6 separate regions of the Mus musculus genome follow, and all the other regions are linked to region 6. The links are chromatin contacts, called in public Hi-C maps. All regions are on one chromosome and are shown on one strand. The core of a region is the stretch at or near the end of the contact, and the rest is flanking DNA. Distances in the headings are between cores, read along the strand shown. Region 1 has its middle 37 kb from the start of Gm10248. Region 2 has its middle 21 kb from the start of Gm10248. Region 3 overlaps Lrmda (leucine rich melanocyte differentiation associated). Region 4 overlaps Lrmda (leucine rich melanocyte differentiation associated). Region 5 overlaps Gm10248 (predicted gene 10248). Region 6 overlaps Kcnma1 (potassium large conductance calcium-activated channel, subfamily M, alpha member 1).

Region 1 (2,700 bases), core at 190-2,689, 260 kb before region 6:
AGACCCAGTACCAAGCCTAACGCAATACTGTCCTGTGGGTAGAGAATGTATATTTGTAAAATAATTTGCCTTTATCTTGTAAATCTGAAGTGCACCTTACTAATGGGGAAGCTATTGTACTCTTCGTAAATGAATAGAGAGTCTCCTGAATGTTGGCTGCAGTCATTTTAAGACTATTAATCTCAGCATTACTTATGAGGGAGAAACAGAAAGCAGCTAAATGTCCATCTAGGTTAGTATAGACTTAAAGAATGGTGGGAAGCTCATTGCATGGTGTATTAAATTGATACATATAATAGAAAGATTACTATTAGATATATAATAAATGTCGTTGAAGACTATGTATAACATAGCTCATTCTCTGTGAGAGTACAAAAGAACAAAATAAATAATGTATTCAATATGCTTAAGCACATGTATGTGCACACATGAGTGTACACACACACACACCATGGGAACAGTGAAGGGTTCTAAGTAGGTCCAAACATTTCTGGCAATGTCCTCCTTTTTAAATTGGAGTTTAAGGACTTCTGTTGTATTATTAACTCATATGCATGTCCTGTTTCCCTGAATCAAAGAACATATGCTTTTAAAATACAGCAGCAGGTTATATAATGAGCCTGCCCAAGCCAGTTGCCTTCCTATAAACCAAAGATAAACCTACTGAGACACTTATGGGGAAACAATCCTATTCAGAATACCCTAGCTCCCCAAATCATGGTTTCTATTAGGGATGCAATGACAAATACAATGAAAACTGTAAAGCACTGAAGAAGAAAGTAAAGGCTTTTGTTTTTTAAAAAGTCCCTAAATAGACTTTCCCAAACACATTTGAGACCTAACACTATTTGGCTTGTCCCTTTGTGGACTTGCCTCCTTCACTGCTACTAGCGCCGGAAGCAAGTCCCTGGCTGCTGCTGCTTGTGGCTTCGAAAGCCGGCAGACGGCATGGGTCCTCTGCCTTTTCAGTTCACTGCCATGCAGGTGGAAACTATTTTCCAACTTCACAGCTCTGAAAAAAAAAAAAGGAAGGATATTCGGTACCATGATAATAGTCCAAGTCCAACTGTCCTTACCCCCTTGCTGGAGCCTCCTGGTGAGTTGATACTATTTCCTGTTGCAGAAATCAGAGCTTATGACCCAGCACATGCTTTTAGTGGCTGTCTGCCTAAACATAACACATGATTTCCTTACCCACAGCCTATTGCTTTAGTCAAAGCCTGAACTGTGAGTGAGAAATTAGGTGTAAATTGCCCACTGAGCCTCATGGTGAGCAGCACTGTGTTTGGGGATGCAGTGATGTCAACAGAGAACTAGATAAGGGTGTGCTTTGTCTCTTTGATCAAACATATAACTCAAGAGACTAGCTCTGCGTGGTCAAAATACTGCCCCACACAGAGCAGGAAGACCTCCAGGGGCTGTGGCACTCATGGTCTCTTGGCTGAACAGACAGAAATTTGCTGTCTTGGCTGCATAAGCAATGCTTGCTCATTCTCATTCCGAGTCAACAGATATTTCTTGAGATTTATTGAGTGTTGGTTACAACTCCAGGATTCTGTGGCTGAAGACAAAGAAGAGAAGATGAATCCGAAATTATTCCCTGTCCTCAAGGAAGTTAAAGCAGACACAATGACGAAAACAAAGAGCTCAGGCTCCCATCTTAGCCCTGCTGTGAACTTGCTGGGTGGGCCAAGGCCAACCACTTTTTCTGTTGAGGGCTCCACTTCCTTGTTCATAAATTAAAGTGTTGGGATGGACGGTTTCACATGTTCTTCCAAAGCTAAAAATTTATGTTTATATGAGTCTGGTTGCACAGATAAGACTCATCAGAGAATTTTATGACTGTAAGTCACAGAGGCCCTCCCGGCACCCAGTTCCCTAGGATTGCAGACGTGCCAACTAAAGCCACAAAAGTGAGAGGCCTTCTTCAACACAGCTATAACCCAAGTGTCCTGGGAATAAGAGGATTCATGGGGAAGCATTCAGAATTAGGTATTTGAGGTACAATAAGGTCTTTCATTTGGGTTGGATGTAGACTATGCTTTATAGTAAAAGGCCAGTACATGGTAGGGAATCAGCAACAATGAAGGAGCAAACACGGGTCCTCTGGGTGAATTGTGTCCAAAGGAACAATAAAAAACACCAAGAGAAGTAAACAGGCATAGAGAGATACCACAGCATTTCCTGTTTCTTCTCTTAGCCTTGGGATCTACCTCCTAGCATAGTCTAGCCTAGCACCTACTGTCTAGCCTAGCCTCACTTTTGTTCTAATGTCCTTTCTGAGTTTTAGCCCAAGTTATCAGAAGATAGATGAATAGTTCCTTCATAGAAGTCTAAAAAAGAATACATGACAAAACACGTGTGGCAGGATCACACTGGACATTGCTAGAATAATTCTAGAGGAGCTGTGGCCTTATTCTTAATGTCTGTGAAGAGTAGGTGGACATGAGAAAGTCTACACAGACAGAAAATTTCTAGACATATTTATAGCAGGCAGGAAACTTTCTTCAAATACTAGGGATTAAATCAGTTAGCTGTTACCATGCAAGGAATTATTCCAAATTCAGTAGCTTAACACAGTAGTCATTCATTATTCCGTGTTCTCTATCTGTGGGTCATCTGGGTGTTCCTGATTCATATTAGGTTGGGTTCATCTCAATGACACAATGACTCAGTGTTTGAGGTTTGTGTACAGACCCT
Region 2 (2,700 bases), core at 22-2,521, 280 kb before region 6:
TTTGTTTGTTTGTTTGTTTAGATGTGGTCTCTGGAAAACTTGGACTTTTCCCCTAGAACAAGCATTTGGCAAATGAGCAAGCGAAGAAAGACTGCATTTATTTCTCATATGTGGAAGGTGTGTGTGTGTGTGTGTGTGTGTGTGTGTGTGTGTGCTATTTGAAAGGAGGGGGTGAATCTATTGGGGTGTTGAAGACAGAGTAGTAAGTATGAGCATAGTGTAATGATGTATATGTATGAACATATCATTACCTTGTATGCTAGGAAAGCAAAGTAGTGGAGACATCTAAGGCCTCCATGCATGTTACACTAAACTGTGGTCTTAGATGCCAAAGGAAACTGAGTTAAAATCCAATCTGCTACTTCCTGGTTATAAGCCTGCAGGAGACACAGCATCAGTGCCAGCCTCAGTTTCCTCACCTGAACACAGGATGCAGAAAAACACCATGGTGTTAAAAATATTGAATGGTTACCATATATGCCACGTGCTGAAAGATGACTGATGGGGTGAGCACGGAACCTGTGGCTGCCTCTGCAGCCTGGCAGGTCTAACAAATCAAACCCAGAGAATGCACCTCAGCTGCAAGCCTAGTGGGCCAAATCTCCAAGATCTTTGCATGGTTGTTCCTCTATGCAGCTTGACCCAAGATTTCTTTCAATTAAGTTGATTGGTGCTAGTTGGTATAATTCTGGCATATTCTCCACAGTTGTCTGTTTTCTTATGGTTGACCACTGAGTTGTATTAGCCTGTAGGAACTTGTCTGTAGCCACTTCCTTTTCATACAGCCATGGTCTGTAATGACTTATGTCCCAGACCTGACACTTCTGCACAGCACAGCCAGAGGGAGATCATACAGGCAGATGTAGGTGACAACCGCAAGGCATTATGGGATCCCTCTCAGGTCTTGTTCATTTATAAACACCACCCAAGGAATGTGCTGGCTTTCTCCTTTCTTTCATTCTCCTCTCCTGCCTAGACCCCACCAAAAAATAAATAAAGAACAGAGGCAAGATCTGTTTTGTTTCAACTTTTAAAAGCCTTTGAAGGTGTAAGTATTTGTGAACAATAAAAAAAAAATGCATTTTGTTCTCTTAACTGCTGCTCGGGTGGTGAAGCACTTCCCCCTCAACTCCTCATAGAGAGGGACAGGGTGCCAGTGTGCCTTATGGAGGACTCTGGCCCTTTCGTACCCTGCCAGGAGGGCCCTCTGATTGGGCTCAGCTAAAGTACAAAGTCCGCTGTAGAGCTTGCAATAAACAAAGGCAATGAGTCACAGCAACAGCACCAGCACTGGCAAAGGAAGTCTTCACTGTCTGGCCCCTCCCTTGCTGGAGTGTGGGTGGGGACCAGGGAAAGGAACCCACAGAGGAAGACTTCTTGTCTATAATGGATCCCAGATGCCAAGGGCTGAGCTCTGATATTCTCCAGTCCTGAAGCACCTAGGCTTTGATTTTGATTTTATTTTGTATGGGTCGAAGGACAGAATCCGTATGCATGGGCCTCAGATCTCAAGCTGACAGTTTGACATTAAATAAAGCATTAAACCCAAATGTTAATTTTTCCCCAGTGTGCCTGCGTGTGGTCTTACCTCCCTCTCTGCCCTATGGCTCTCAACTCCCTCTTCTAAGGCTTCTTTATCTACCACTTTTTAAGGTTACAAAGAGGTTGATGCTCTTGGCTATGCATTCCTCAACCCAAGGATGAGAAGGCAGGGCTGACAGTATTTCTATAGTGTTCCTCCCTGTGGATGAAATAAAGCTTGAAATATGTTGGATTTTAGTCCCAACCTCAATTGTCATCATTTCTGGTCCAATCTAATAGTGGATAGCATGAAAATCTAATCTGTGCTTTAGAGAAACAATATACTGACTCTTTCTCTTTCTCTTGCTATATAGAGAAAAGCAAAGCAAAGATGTTTTTGTTTTTGTTTTTACTTACAGGTAAAACTATTTCGCTGTATACTAAAAATGTATAACTTCTAGGATCTAGGGCTGCCCTGGTTTGCTTGTTATACTAGACTGTCAAGTCTCCACTCATTTCATTTATCAGTGGCTAAAGGCAAGGACTCTGAAAGAAGGCCAGTTTGAACCATTGTGGTTAGCAAAGCCCTTCCAATCCACCTTATAGATGGGAGATCCATGAGGATTCTGATGAAGCACAGACCCACAATATTCTCCTTTTGATCTGACGGACACTGGATCTCCATCAAGACAAGGGGGCTTTGCAGGAACGCAGAAGCCAAGCTGACTTCCAGATGGGAGGGAAATGCAAGTGCCACCTGGGAATGCTGATGGTCTGGTTTGGTCATTAAGAAACCCTCTGCTAACAGAAAGCTTCCATCTGAGCCGTTAAGAATTTACTAGTTTTGTCTCTCAACCCCTACTGCGGGAGACCCCTGAACCTTTATTTTTCTCCCAAGGCTGTCCTGGGTTTTCTTCTTTAACATTGGCCCTGATTTATGCTATGTCCACATTTCCCTGGATAGTACCATCTTTTGAGTTATACATCATCAGAGTGACTCATTCTGATGATGTATGGCCCCAATACATCATCAGAGCTCCTTGCTCTGCCGTTGCACTAATGATATGTTAGTGTAATACATCAGCGGGCTGAGCTGCAGCTGTGATGGATGGAGCTGAGGGTGATGGGAGTCCACGGAGAGGAGGCTGAGGAGCAGGTTACGGGTAGGCACAGGAGAGA
Region 3 (2,700 bases), core at 174-2,673, 370 kb before region 6:
TGACTCTTGGTGAAGCCTCGTATGGAGCAGGGCTAAGATGGCTCAAGATGGGCACTTTTGAGGCAGCCTCATTTTTAGTCCTGGTTATAAGCAGCCTGAGCAGTTAGAGCACAAATGGACATTTACTGCATCCTCCCCAAGGCTTCCTCTATGCTGGCTCTTTTTCAGATACTATTACCAAAGCTTACCAGTATGTAATATTACCTTTGATTTTTTTTTTTGTGGGCATCACAGACCAGGCAGCTTTTGCCTTCAGCAACTGCATGATGCCTCTTCTAGTACTGCCAGTCAGCTTCCCCAATCACACACACACACACACACACACACACACACACACACACACACACACAGAGAGAGAGAGAGAGAGAGAGAGAGACAGAGAGACAGAGAGACAGAGAGACAGAGAGAGAGACAGAGAGAGAGAGACAGACAGACAGAGAGACAGAGAGAGGCAGAGGCAGAGACAGAGAGGCAGAGAGAGACAGATAGACAGACACACACACACACACACACAGAGAGAGAGAGAGAGAGAGAGAGAGAGAGAGAGAGAGAGAGAGAGAGTATTGTCATGACCATTGATTTCTTTGCTGTTCACTGTTACAGTGATGAGCCACAGTGAGGCCCAGGCTGCAAGCTCTCTGCTTTAATTATTCATCCTTATGAAGAACAATTCCCCTTCTGTGCTTTCGTCTCCTCCAGCCCTGACCTGAGCACACAAAGCTCTTTCCTTTTCTTCCCATAGCACCTTGTGTGTGGAAGGGTCTTTCAGGGGTGTGCTTAATTCTGTGTATGCCTCTACTTTGTAGTCTGTTTTCTGCCAAGGGGGTCAGGAGGGCATGTGGAGAAGCCAGATGGCTTCCCTCTTCCCTCAGGAAACTGCTATTTAGCTGGGCACCTTCCCAGCTCCAGGCAGGGTTGAGATTCCACTGTTTGGGGAAGAGCTGGTTCAAATGCCACTGTCCCTGACTTGACAGCTCCAGATTCCTCTAGGCTACACACTTTTCTACTTCACTGCAACTGGCTGAGGTTTTCTGCCAGGAACAGCACTTTAGGAGACATTAGGTAGGGGTGGGAAGAGAAGTGTTGGGGAAGAGAGCGGATGGGGAAGAGAGCAACTGGGTTATTTATTGCCTCTGCTCAGACACAGGTTTCCGTTATTTTAATCCAACTGTAAGAAGAAACCAGTGTCCATGGACAGAAAAGCAGAGAACCAACACAGTTAAGCCTGAAGATGCTCGTTCCTCCCCTTGCAGAGAACTAACAAACACAGTTAAGCCTGAAGATGCCCGTTCCCTCCCCCCAGGAGTCTTCATGCCCCTACCCCACTCCTCCTCTCCTCAACTTTTGAAAAGCCAAGCAGTTTAACTGGCCAGACCCCGGGAACTTATTTGTATGCAGCACAAATTTCAGAATCTGTTCTCAGCCTGTGCCGAGTGAAAAATGGCCTGCATTTTCTTGATAGCCCATGTGGTTGTAAAGAATAAATGGCTAATGAATTACAGATGAACATTGACGCAAATTAATCTTCCCGCTGTCCCTGGGTTATATGGCAGCCATTTAAAAGTTTAATCAATACACTAAAGTTGAAAACATGCAGGCACTGCAGTTGCTTGGATGTAATAAACATCAGAGGGAACCGGGAGGCTCGCACCCACTCCATGTATCATAATGACAGGTATTTATGTTTAATGGACTAAATATTTTTTATTGGAAGGGAGCAAATGTCAGCTTAACTTTGTGAGCCCTGCATTCAACTTTCCTTTGAGGTTGGTGAAAGACGGCTGACGTGTCATTGGAAACGAAATGTTACAGGGGGAAAGAGGCACCACGGAGACAAAGCGAGGATCAGGAGCCGCTGGGAGACCGTGGTGCAATGGTAACACAGTGCAGTGATTCATTAAGGAAAACGTAAACCCTGATATTTCTAATGCTGCTGTAAAAGGCTTTACTAGGAACAACTTTAATGGTTATTAGTGAAAACAAGTGCCCAGATCTGCCAGATATCCTGTTCAGTGCAGGCTTTTGTTTGAAAACTCTTTACCAGGTCATATTTGCTGGAGATTTATAATTAGTCTCTATTCTTAATGTGAGAAATGGAGGCAAACAGCGTGATGGCTCTCAGCCCTTGGATTTCATAGATCTTTCCTTTTGAAAGCTGTCCAATGGCTTTAAATAACCATGTGTTCTCTTCTGGAATACTTATATCTTAATTACTTTTCAAGTCTATATTTTGTAGCACTGCTGTGAGTCTGGCTGGACTATGGAGGCTGAAGGAAAGGGGACTTGGCCAGGCATGGTGCCATCTCTTTCAGCAGACAGAAATAAGGCAGAGATGGCTTCATCTGATGACCAAGAAAAAACAAAAACAAAAAACAACACAACAAACAAACAAACAACCCAACAACCATACAACTAGCTTTTGATTCTTCCCCCTTTCCAAATAAAACAGACCAAATAAGTCACCCCTATAGGGATAGGAGGATTTGAAAAATGGCATACATTGGTAGAAATAAATAGAAACATGTCAGACAATAGACAGCTTGTGTTGAAAGCTCTTCTGCAACCACTTGTCTGAGGTACAGATTCCATGTCAGGTCACTTAATAGCTTGTTTTAGAGGGAACTTCTTCGGGAGATATTGAGGTGTGATGTTACGACGAAGAAATGGGAGTACAAGATAGAGATAATTTAAGTACATGGC
Region 4 (2,700 bases), core at 195-2,694, 480 kb before region 6:
AGCTGAAGGGGCCTGTAACCCTATAGGAGAAACAACAATATGAACTAACAAGTACCCCCCAGACTTGTGTCTCTAGTTGCATATGTAGCAAAGGATGGCCTAGTAGGCCATCAATGGGATGAAAGGCCCTTCGAAAGGTCTTTCAAAGATTATATGCCCCAGTACAGGGGAATGCCAGACTAGGAAGCAGGAGTGGGTGGGTTGGGGAACAGGGTGGGGAGAGGGTATAGGGGACTTTCGGGATAGCATTTGAAATGCAAATGAAGAAAATATCTAATAAAGAAAAAGAAAAAGTAATAATATCAATGTTAAGTACACAACCTGTGAGTACTGCACACTTAATCTTCCTGCTTCTCTGGGACGTTTAGGCTCAAGGTGTCTTCTTGCTTTAAAGAGCAGATGAGAAAAGAGAAACATCCCCAATGAGTCGAGCCAAAACCCACAAGCAAAGCATGGTGAAGTCGGGGAGCAGGAGGAATGTCTCTTATTTTCCTGCAGGGCCTCTTGGTAGCCACATTGTTAATTGCAGGAAGAGATTTGAAAAGTGACCTGGCCAGAGGGTCTGTGAGCATCAGAAGTGACAAGTCACATAGTTGAGGGGAGTAAAGAGCCAGGGAAGAAGGGAGAGTGAATGGGTGCCATTATTCCATGTCATTGTAACTATAGGTGCACATGCTCTTACCTGGCACATTTCTCTTTGTCCCCACTGAACCCAAAGAATCGTCAACTACCATAATCTCCAGAGCCTGGAAGGGATTCGGGGAAAAAGCCAAAGAAATGATTAAAGAGCTGAAGAAGCCACAGATTCAGTGGGTGTCTCCTCTCTGCACCATGAGCACTGCCTTGTAGGACAGTCAAACAACTAGATAAGTGTTGTTTTGCCCAAGGCAGACAAAAAGGTATGGGAAACATGTCTCCACTCTAGTTGCCAACAGCCAATAAATTTTTGTGTCTTTTTCCTTCCAAGTGGACTGTCAGTAAATATATTTTTTTAAAGTTTTATTGAACAGGGTGACCTCAAATTTATTTGTACTTTTTTTTCAATGAGACTCTGAGCAATTGCAGACTCTCGTCGCTGCAGGCTCCGGTGAGCTTCAAAACAGCCTGTGTTCCTTTCCCAACTCAGTTCTACCCAGGGAAACAGCTACTCTTCTTTGTTGCCAACTTTGTCTGGAGACTAACAGGGTGAGATTGAAAACCCCCTCATCGGACACATGTCACCTCTCATGCCTGTTTCTGGCTTCCTTTGGGTGTGTGAGCAGACTCATTTTATTAAACCATTTTTCAGGGGACAGATGGGAAATCTGTCTTTCCCATTAGTCACCAGAAAGTGACCCCAGCAGCTGTGGAGAGAATTGGTCAAGCTGTTGTAACCAACTAGGCCAGAGTGGGAAAAGACACCAAGCCTTGTCACAAGGTCCCAGGCATTCCCAGGAGCCCTAGAACGGCTGAAGCCTTGTCATTAGCTAAACCTTGCTTGGCTGAGATCCTTCTCCACAGCCAAGGGTGAGGCACTGTGTGTCTAAGCAAGGAAGTGGGACAAAGACTGCTTACCATTTGGCATCCATGTTTAATTAGTTTCTTAATGTTATGGGGGGAAAACATGAAATAAATAAGGACAACTGACCACTCTATAATTTGTTTCTGAAGCTTGGCGAGACATAAAAGTCTACCTTCCAAAACCACACAGCATAATTTATTTTATGAGTCCCCCTCGGCACCAGGTCCAGGCTAACCTTGAGTTGAGAGGCTATGCCTTCTCTCCCTGGTGCTGGTGGTCACAGTGTGTCCTTTCTTGGCAGTGGCTCTGGGCCCAGCAAAACAGACCCGTGAAAGGCAAGTGGATTAATCATTCTGAAGGCATGCTCCACTCCAGCTATTCCTCTGCAGGATGCCTGAGAACCAGCAAGCGGCCACTGTAGCAATTCACAAGGGGACAGAAAGAGATGTCTGAAGACTCTCACACAAAAAGCAGGGGTAGAGATGGAAAGCTTTTATAGGATACTCACTGGAGTTTTCATTAAACTGAAAAGTATATACCAGAAAAGCAAAACAAAACAAAACAAAACAAAAAAATAGATCACCATTCCTGCAGCAGAAACTGTGACAAGACCAACCTTTTTATTACAATCAGGCTTTCTCTAAATATATTATGCCCCGCAGGTCAAAATGATTTACTTCTCTATTTGAGGACATCTGAATTCTATTCTGCTGTTGCCAGTATGTTCTCAGCTGTGCCAAAACTGAGCAGGTCTGTGGTTCCTTTGTAACATCAAAACGGAGGCATTTATCATAGAGATTTATCGTGGGACAGCCTGCCAGATGGTTTGGGTATTTTAAAGGTGAACTGCTCAGGCCTTGATTAGCTCACGCAGACTTCTAGTTAAGACAACTCTATCAGCAGCCCAGTAGAGAGATGCCTTCCTCCACCTCCCCTACCCACCCTCCCCCTGTTCTCAAAAGGCAGAAAATATTAATGTAATGGCAGATGTGGCATAGATTGTCATTTCAGAAAGAGAACCAAGCCATAACCAATCCCACTGATTGCATTCTAATTATAACATGACCCCCTGTTGCTTTGCATAGAGGCAGCATTCATTTTGGGGATCCCACTGTAAAACTTGCAGAGTCAACGACCCTCAAAGGGGCAATTGTAAGATTTAAGCTTAGGTTTTCTTTTTTCTTTTCTCTTCTCTACTT
Region 5 (2,700 bases), core at 183-2,682, 310 kb before region 6:
TGCTCCAGTGGACCCACCCACCGTCTCCAGAAGCAGTGCATTTCCAAAGGGCAGAGATAGCCCAGCTCCATGCCTCTTTTGGTTAATTTCTTCTTGATGCATCATTCTCTAAGGAGACTGCTCAAGTTCCCAGTCTCCCACACTGTTTTCAAACCTGGTTACCACTCCATGCATTTCTAAATGACAAGGCAACTAGGTATCAATCTTGATATGTAGAGAGAAAACTCAAGCTGACAGTTAGAGGAGACAGAGGGCGGGGGAGGCACTACCCATCTCTCTCTCATCCCAAATGTCACTCCTCCTTTGCCTGGGCTGTGCAGGCCACATTGATAAAGAAATGAGCAGACACTTGAAAGTTTCTGACAGGTGTCATGGGTGCAGACACAGAGTGGCCGGGAGGGATGGAGCTTGATGTGACAGTGGCAGAGCCATTGAGGCTGGCTCCAGGACACACAGAGTTTGGTGGATGTCAATTCTAATTCTTGTCATACCCCAATTCCAGAGTGGTGTCTACAAATGGACAAAGCCAGAGGGAAGTGTTCAGAGAACTTTGCAATGACATGCTAAACAACTGATGCTACCAAGCCACAACAATGTAGGAGTGGCTGCTATGGTGGACGCCTCCATCTGGGGCTGGTTAGAGGGGGATGTGGGGCTGGTCCCACTGGTTTCCTGTGTCTATTTGCTCTCTGTGTTCTTATTCTACTCTCTCTTTCATAGGTTTCCATTTTGAAACTCTTTTCCACATTTGGTGGGGGAGGAGTTGGGGGGGAGAGCAGAGTGCTAACATTCCCCATGTCTAGATCCTAAGATAATTTGATCATTTTAAAACAGCAGTCTCTGTTACAGATCCTCTAGGATCTATTTGGCAAACCTTCTCCCCTCTAACGCAGTCAGAGAATGATTTATAATGGTAGGCCAGAGCTGGCTTCTCAGAAACTGTGTGCAAAACAGTTTCATAAATATTGCTCTCTTGCATTATTTTGAAATATTACTTCTTTTTAATGTTCTGCCAAAGTCAAATTTTTTTGCTTACTAAAAATCCATGGGCAGGCTTCCTACTCAGCCAAAGTAACAGGTGGTACCCAAGTTCACCTGGTGGGAGAGGCTGTTCTGATTTTCTCTAGCCCCAAACTGAGGTTAGGGGCATGATGGATAACAGCAGATGTGTGGATAATCTTTAATCCAAACCTCCAGCCTGCTAGCACAATATATTTCTTTAATAGTTCTTAACTCAATATATTGGCTTGTAGTTAAGTATCTCTAAATAGCATGAGGATTTGATAAGTACATTCATTTATTTAAAAAATAAATAAATAAACTTGACAAAAATTTGATAAAATAGGCAGTGGCACCCATATAAGCTCCAAGTTTGGTTTCTGCTGAAAATTTCTTGGGGCCTTGAGCATGGTCATAAATCAACTGTGGTGTTGATCTCAACCCCCAAATGCTATGAGTCACTGCTGAAGAGAATGCTGGTGTCACAGTGACCCAAAACACACTAGAACTTTTCGGGAAGCAGGCCAGGAGGGGATATTTTTTGTTGTAACATTTACCATGGAATGTTGAAATGAGTTTACTGTCATATCACAGCTTCTCTGCTGTTACAACACACTTTGATAAAACCCAACTTTACTTCCTTCCTGGTTTTGTATTTGGGAATTAGGTGGCCCTTTCAATGAAGCATCATTCTAAGCCTGTCCATCAGCAATGATGCTAGCAGCTTTCATTATTTTAGCTTCATTGGCTTTTCTTACAAACGAGCAAAAGTCTAACTCATTCTTAATAGATATCTACTAATTACTATTTACTTTGGCCTCTTCTGCTTTAACAGTACAGATATCTTCTCCCATTTTCTTCACAGTATTTTTACATGAGCAAAAGTTACTGAATTTGATGTGATGTTTTCTTAACCTTTATTTTTTGATTAATGTTCTTTCAATGTATTAAAATATTCACTTTATCCCACATACATTACCAGATTTTTAACTTCCAATCTTATTTTGCCTTTCATATTTACATCTAAAGTCCACCCAGAATTTCAAAACTATTTGTGTTTTAAGCTGATCAAATTTTATTAAATAAGCAGAAATTGTAATTATTTGACATCTGATAAACATTTTTTTAAACTAAAATATCAAAATGAACTCTTCAAAGCTCAAAAACTACCCCAGAGAATTATTTCAAACATGCAAATTAGAAGCAACTACAATCTCATATTAACTCTTCAGGAGAAATGAGTGTGCATGCTATTTGCCCCCTCGTTTTATATGCTATGTATAACCAGCAGACAAATACAGAAATAAAAAGCTACACTAAAGGCAAACTCTAGACAAATTATTAGCAAATTAAAACTCAAATATTTTAAGTTTTTTATTTTTGAAATTAAAATTTTAAAATTGAATAATATTTAAAAATTTTTAACCACTGGGAATGGTAGGACAAGGCATTATTTCTGTCACTCAGAAGGCAGAAGTGGATCTGAATTTTGAGGCCAGCATGGTAAGTTAATCACCAAGTGTGGGACTGTGATAGGCAGCCTATTTTGGTTGAATGGGGTATGCTCTGGTGACCCAATAGAGAAATCTACAAAGGATGGAAAGGTGAGCCACATTCCCAGAATCAGGTGCTTGTCCATAATTCTGTGACTCAGTCACACAGACAATGTCCCAAGCTTCTGGCATTTTGGCTAGACTCCAC
Region 6 (2,700 bases), core at 60-2,559:
ACAGAAAATATATTTAATTATCCTCTCTTTGGGTTTTACCAATGTCTGCATATTTACAGAAAGCAGTTCTAGGAAAAGTAGCTGATCTCTCAGATATAATTCTTATCTCATGGCTTCTATGACTACATGAGAAATGAAAACAAAAGAGAGACTTAAGCTCACTCGCTTTCACGAAAGACAAACATGTTCAAGCAGCAGCGAGCCACTGCCTTGGGAGCACAAAGAGTCACAGGCTTGAACTTAACCTGCTTTCTGGCTCATTGCAATCTACCTTTCTAGCATCTTCCCATGCCTCCACACGAGCTGAATGAAGAGGTGTTCCTTTAAAGAAACCTGACTTGCCAGCTTCTTTAAAACACAAACAAGTTCGAGAATCTAATGTGGAATTTTTATAGGAGCCAAACTCTCCCAAGTCTTTGAGCCCTCGTAAAATTCAAGGGCTTGTTTTTGCGCATCCCTAAGTATAACACTTAATGTTCTGTTGTAACTTCCCAGCGCTCTCTTGTCTAATAGGCCCTGAATCTAACAGTTTTACAGTTTGGGGAGAAGAGTCAGCGTTAGGAAAATGTCAGGCAGGTCTAATGAGGCTTCAGATCCCCTCGTTGGCGCTGGAGTTTAATTTAAACTTACAATGATGTTTTAACATGTTTGCGTTTTCTTGACTAAAGAGGATTCATTATTTCGGTGACATAACCTCCAGACAATGCTCTGGGAATTGATTTAAGATGTGGTGGTAATTCCAACAGCCTTAATGCAGAGCTGAACATCTGTAACAACATTTCGCTCTCCTTCACATCAGCGTTCTGTTTTTAAGCAAGAGCAAAGCAACGTCTTCCAGAAACATTGGCCGGGGGCTGGGGCTTACTTCAAAATGATCAGATATTTTACAAGATTTTTTTTTAAAGCAACCCCTGCCTTTGTCTTCCTCTCCAGACTGCAAGTATTATGCCAGAGACCACTGGCGCTTCTTGTAAGGATCCGTGAGGTGGAGTGGGTAATGACTGTGACTTTCAGGTTGCCCAAGTAGCCTGTTACTTACATGGAATGAATCCACCAGTCCCCTCCAGCCCCGGGCATTTTCCCTCCTCCCTGTTTTCCCCAAGAGATTAAGGAGGGCAGAGTGGGGTGGGGTGGAGATGAAGCTCTGAGATTTAAAGGTGAGTTTGTTGGCTGGAGTTAAAAAATAGCTCAAAGCAAATAAACTCAGAAAAGTAATAAAAGGTAACAACTCATAAACATGAGTCAAACAGCTATCTCCATTACGTTATTAATGACCACATCTGGAGTAACCCACATCTGCACACACTTAGCAGATCATTAGTAATGTCATATTCACACTGGAGTCACTTAGAATAAATGGCATGCATAGTGGTATTGAACACAAAGGCATCAAACTGAAGGGGCTTCCTACTGAAGTCAGGGTGCAAGCTGCTAGTCGGAGAGTGGGGTTGTTTTCATGATCATCCATTGGTTTTGTTTTTTGGTTGTTTTTTTTTTTTTAATGGCTTTTCTCTTTCAAATTTTGTGGCCCAAAGAAGTTAAATGCATGCTGAAAGCCACAGTAGCTCTCTGTCTTCTGCAACTGAGCTTAGTGTGTTACAGTGAAACGCTGAGGGGTACCAGGCAACTGTTAAACACTGGGACAAAGCCCAGCACTCCTTCACCTGGCTTGGGCACGTGTGGAGAATTGGGAGTCGCATTCTTGTGCATAAATGGGTCTTTGTGATAGCGGGCTCTAGCTTCAACCTTGACTGCCAAACAATAAGGAGAGAAGAAAATTGAAATTAATCCCGAATGAAATTGTTCATTACAAAAGTTACCCACTGTTTTTTAACATTAAATACAACCATCATTTTGTGTTAGAATGGAAGTTTCTCCCTTGTGGCTGAATGGCAGATTTTCCCCACCCCCACCCCTCAAGTGTCCATCTAAAATACTCTCTGGAGGGGTGACATGTAAAACTTAAAGAAGACATTCTCCTTTATGCAGAAATTTCTAAAAGTATATAGAGCTCCTCTTCTCTCCTACAATGCACACACACACATACCCCAAAACTAATATCTTAGCAGGATCAGGCAGATTATCTTCTGGAAAGTACTGGAGAAAGTCCTGCTCAATACTGTTCATGTTTCATGTCTTTATCCCTCAGTATTAAACTATGGAAGGCCCGATCAGCCATCTTGGTTTTGATACCACTGCTCAGCTTGGTTTAAATCTAAATGTCATGCATTGGACACTCAGAAAGAGTAGTGTGGCCGGATCATTCAGGGCAGAGCTCAGAGGTAGAGTGCTTGCTTAGCATGAGTGATGGCCTGGGTTCTAGCCCCAGCATCACTAGAAAGGGGGAGATTGTGATGTGCCACGTTTCCCTGAGCCATCTGTACCATCAGTTCCATCAGAGAGACACAAGTACTTTCTAGAGTGGTCCTGTTTGATCTACAGCTGCTCTCTGGCAAACACTGAGGACAAACAGTGACCGCACAATTGCTGTTGTCAAGGTTAATAATAGCATGCTTCCTTTCCTCTCCTCCAAGACAGACCACAGAAGTCCCGGTGACATTGTCATTCTGCAGAGAGAGTCATGTGGACAAAAGGTCCTTGACTGACTGGAGTCCCTGAGAAATGTAAAGGCCTGTTCTCCATCAAGGAGTCTGGACTAATTAACACTTTGGGTCTTTATAATGTGGACACCAGGGGAAA

Evidence for each region. Hi-C and Micro-C count contacts between places; a contact is called where the count stands out from the background.
Region 1: a contact with region 6 is called in a Hi-C map of uterus, with 3 times the contacts expected there. The contact joins two enhancer-like sites. A contact is called at or near these places in 4 of 484 Hi-C or Micro-C datasets (the C2C12 cell line, the N1E-115 cell line and uterus) and 1 of 9 other capture datasets (embryonic stem cells).
Region 2: a contact with region 6 is called in a Hi-C map of uterus, with 5 times the contacts expected there. The contact joins two enhancer-like sites. A contact is called at or near these places in 2 of 484 Hi-C or Micro-C datasets (nephron progenitors and uterus) and 1 of 9 other capture datasets (embryonic stem cells).
Region 3: a contact with region 6 is called in a Hi-C map of uterus, with 12 times the contacts expected there. The contact joins two enhancer-like sites. A contact is called at or near these places in 4 of 484 Hi-C or Micro-C datasets (all in uterus).
Region 4: a Hi-C map of uterus shows a contact between it and region 6, with 3 times the contacts expected there. The contact joins two enhancer-like sites. A contact is called at or near these places in 3 of 484 Hi-C or Micro-C datasets (nephron progenitors and uterus), 1 of 115 datasets of contacts at active chromatin or transcription factors (stem cell-derived neural progenitor cells) and 1 of 9 other capture datasets (embryonic trunk).
Region 5: a Hi-C map of uterus shows a contact between it and region 6, with 6 times the contacts expected there. The contact joins two enhancer-like sites. A contact is called at or near these places in 2 of 39 promoter capture datasets (the 3T3-L1 cell line and hippocampal neurons), 8 of 484 Hi-C or Micro-C datasets (the C2C12 cell line, embryonic stem cells and uterus), 3 of 115 datasets of contacts at active chromatin or transcription factors (embryonic basal ganglia and embryonic stem cells) and 3 of 9 other capture datasets (embryonic stem cells, embryonic tail and embryonic trunk).

Annotation. Positions count from the first base shown.
Region 1 is chr14:23,130,587-23,133,286 of GRCm38.p6, forward strand. No RefSeq gene overlaps it. Among named protein-coding and RNA genes, the nearest start is that of Gm10248, 37 kb to the left of the region's middle. Within about 2 kb of position 1,440, at least 29 of the 459 cell types and tissues checked have an H3K27ac peak or open chromatin away from gene starts, as enhancers often do. A contact at or near this core is called in uterus, where this site is marked.
Region 2 is chr14:23,113,815-23,116,514 of GRCm38.p6, forward strand. No RefSeq gene overlaps it. Among named protein-coding and RNA genes, the nearest start is that of Gm10248, 21 kb to the left of the region's middle. Within about 2 kb of position 1,272, at least 52 of the 459 cell types and tissues checked have an H3K27ac peak or open chromatin away from gene starts, as enhancers often do. A contact at or near this core is called in uterus, where this site is marked.
Region 3 is chr14:23,014,153-23,016,852 of GRCm38.p6, forward strand. All of the region lies in intron 6 of Lrmda (leucine rich melanocyte differentiation associated), which reads left to right. Among named protein-coding and RNA genes, the nearest start is that of Gm10248, 79 kb to the right of the region's middle. Within about 2 kb of position 1,424, at least 46 of the 459 cell types and tissues checked have an H3K27ac peak or open chromatin away from gene starts, as enhancers often do. A contact at or near this core is called in uterus, where this site is marked.
Region 4 is chr14:22,905,112-22,907,811 of GRCm38.p6, forward strand. The region is part of intron 6 of Lrmda (leucine rich melanocyte differentiation associated); the gene reads left to right. Among named protein-coding and RNA genes, the nearest start is that of Gm30783, 26 kb to the right of the region's middle. Within about 2 kb of position 1,445, at least 77 of the 459 cell types and tissues checked have an H3K27ac peak or open chromatin away from gene starts, as enhancers often do. A contact at or near this core is called in uterus, where this site is marked.
Region 5 is chr14:23,083,474-23,086,173 of GRCm38.p6, forward strand. All of the region lies in intron 2 of Gm10248 (predicted gene 10248), which reads right to left. Among named protein-coding and RNA genes, the nearest start is that of Gm10248, 9.7 kb to the right of the region's middle. Within about 2 kb of position 1,433, at least 30 of the 459 cell types and tissues checked have an H3K27ac peak or open chromatin away from gene starts, as enhancers often do. A contact at or near this core is called in uterus, where this site is marked.
Region 6 is chr14:23,389,257-23,391,956 of GRCm38.p6, forward strand. All of the region lies in intron 19 of Kcnma1 (potassium large conductance calcium-activated channel, subfamily M, alpha member 1), which reads right to left. Among named protein-coding and RNA genes, the nearest start is that of 5430425E15Rik, 120 kb to the right of the region's middle. Within about 2 kb of position 1,310, at least 17 of the 459 cell types and tissues checked have an H3K27ac peak or open chromatin away from gene starts, as enhancers often do. A contact at or near this core is called in uterus, where this site is marked.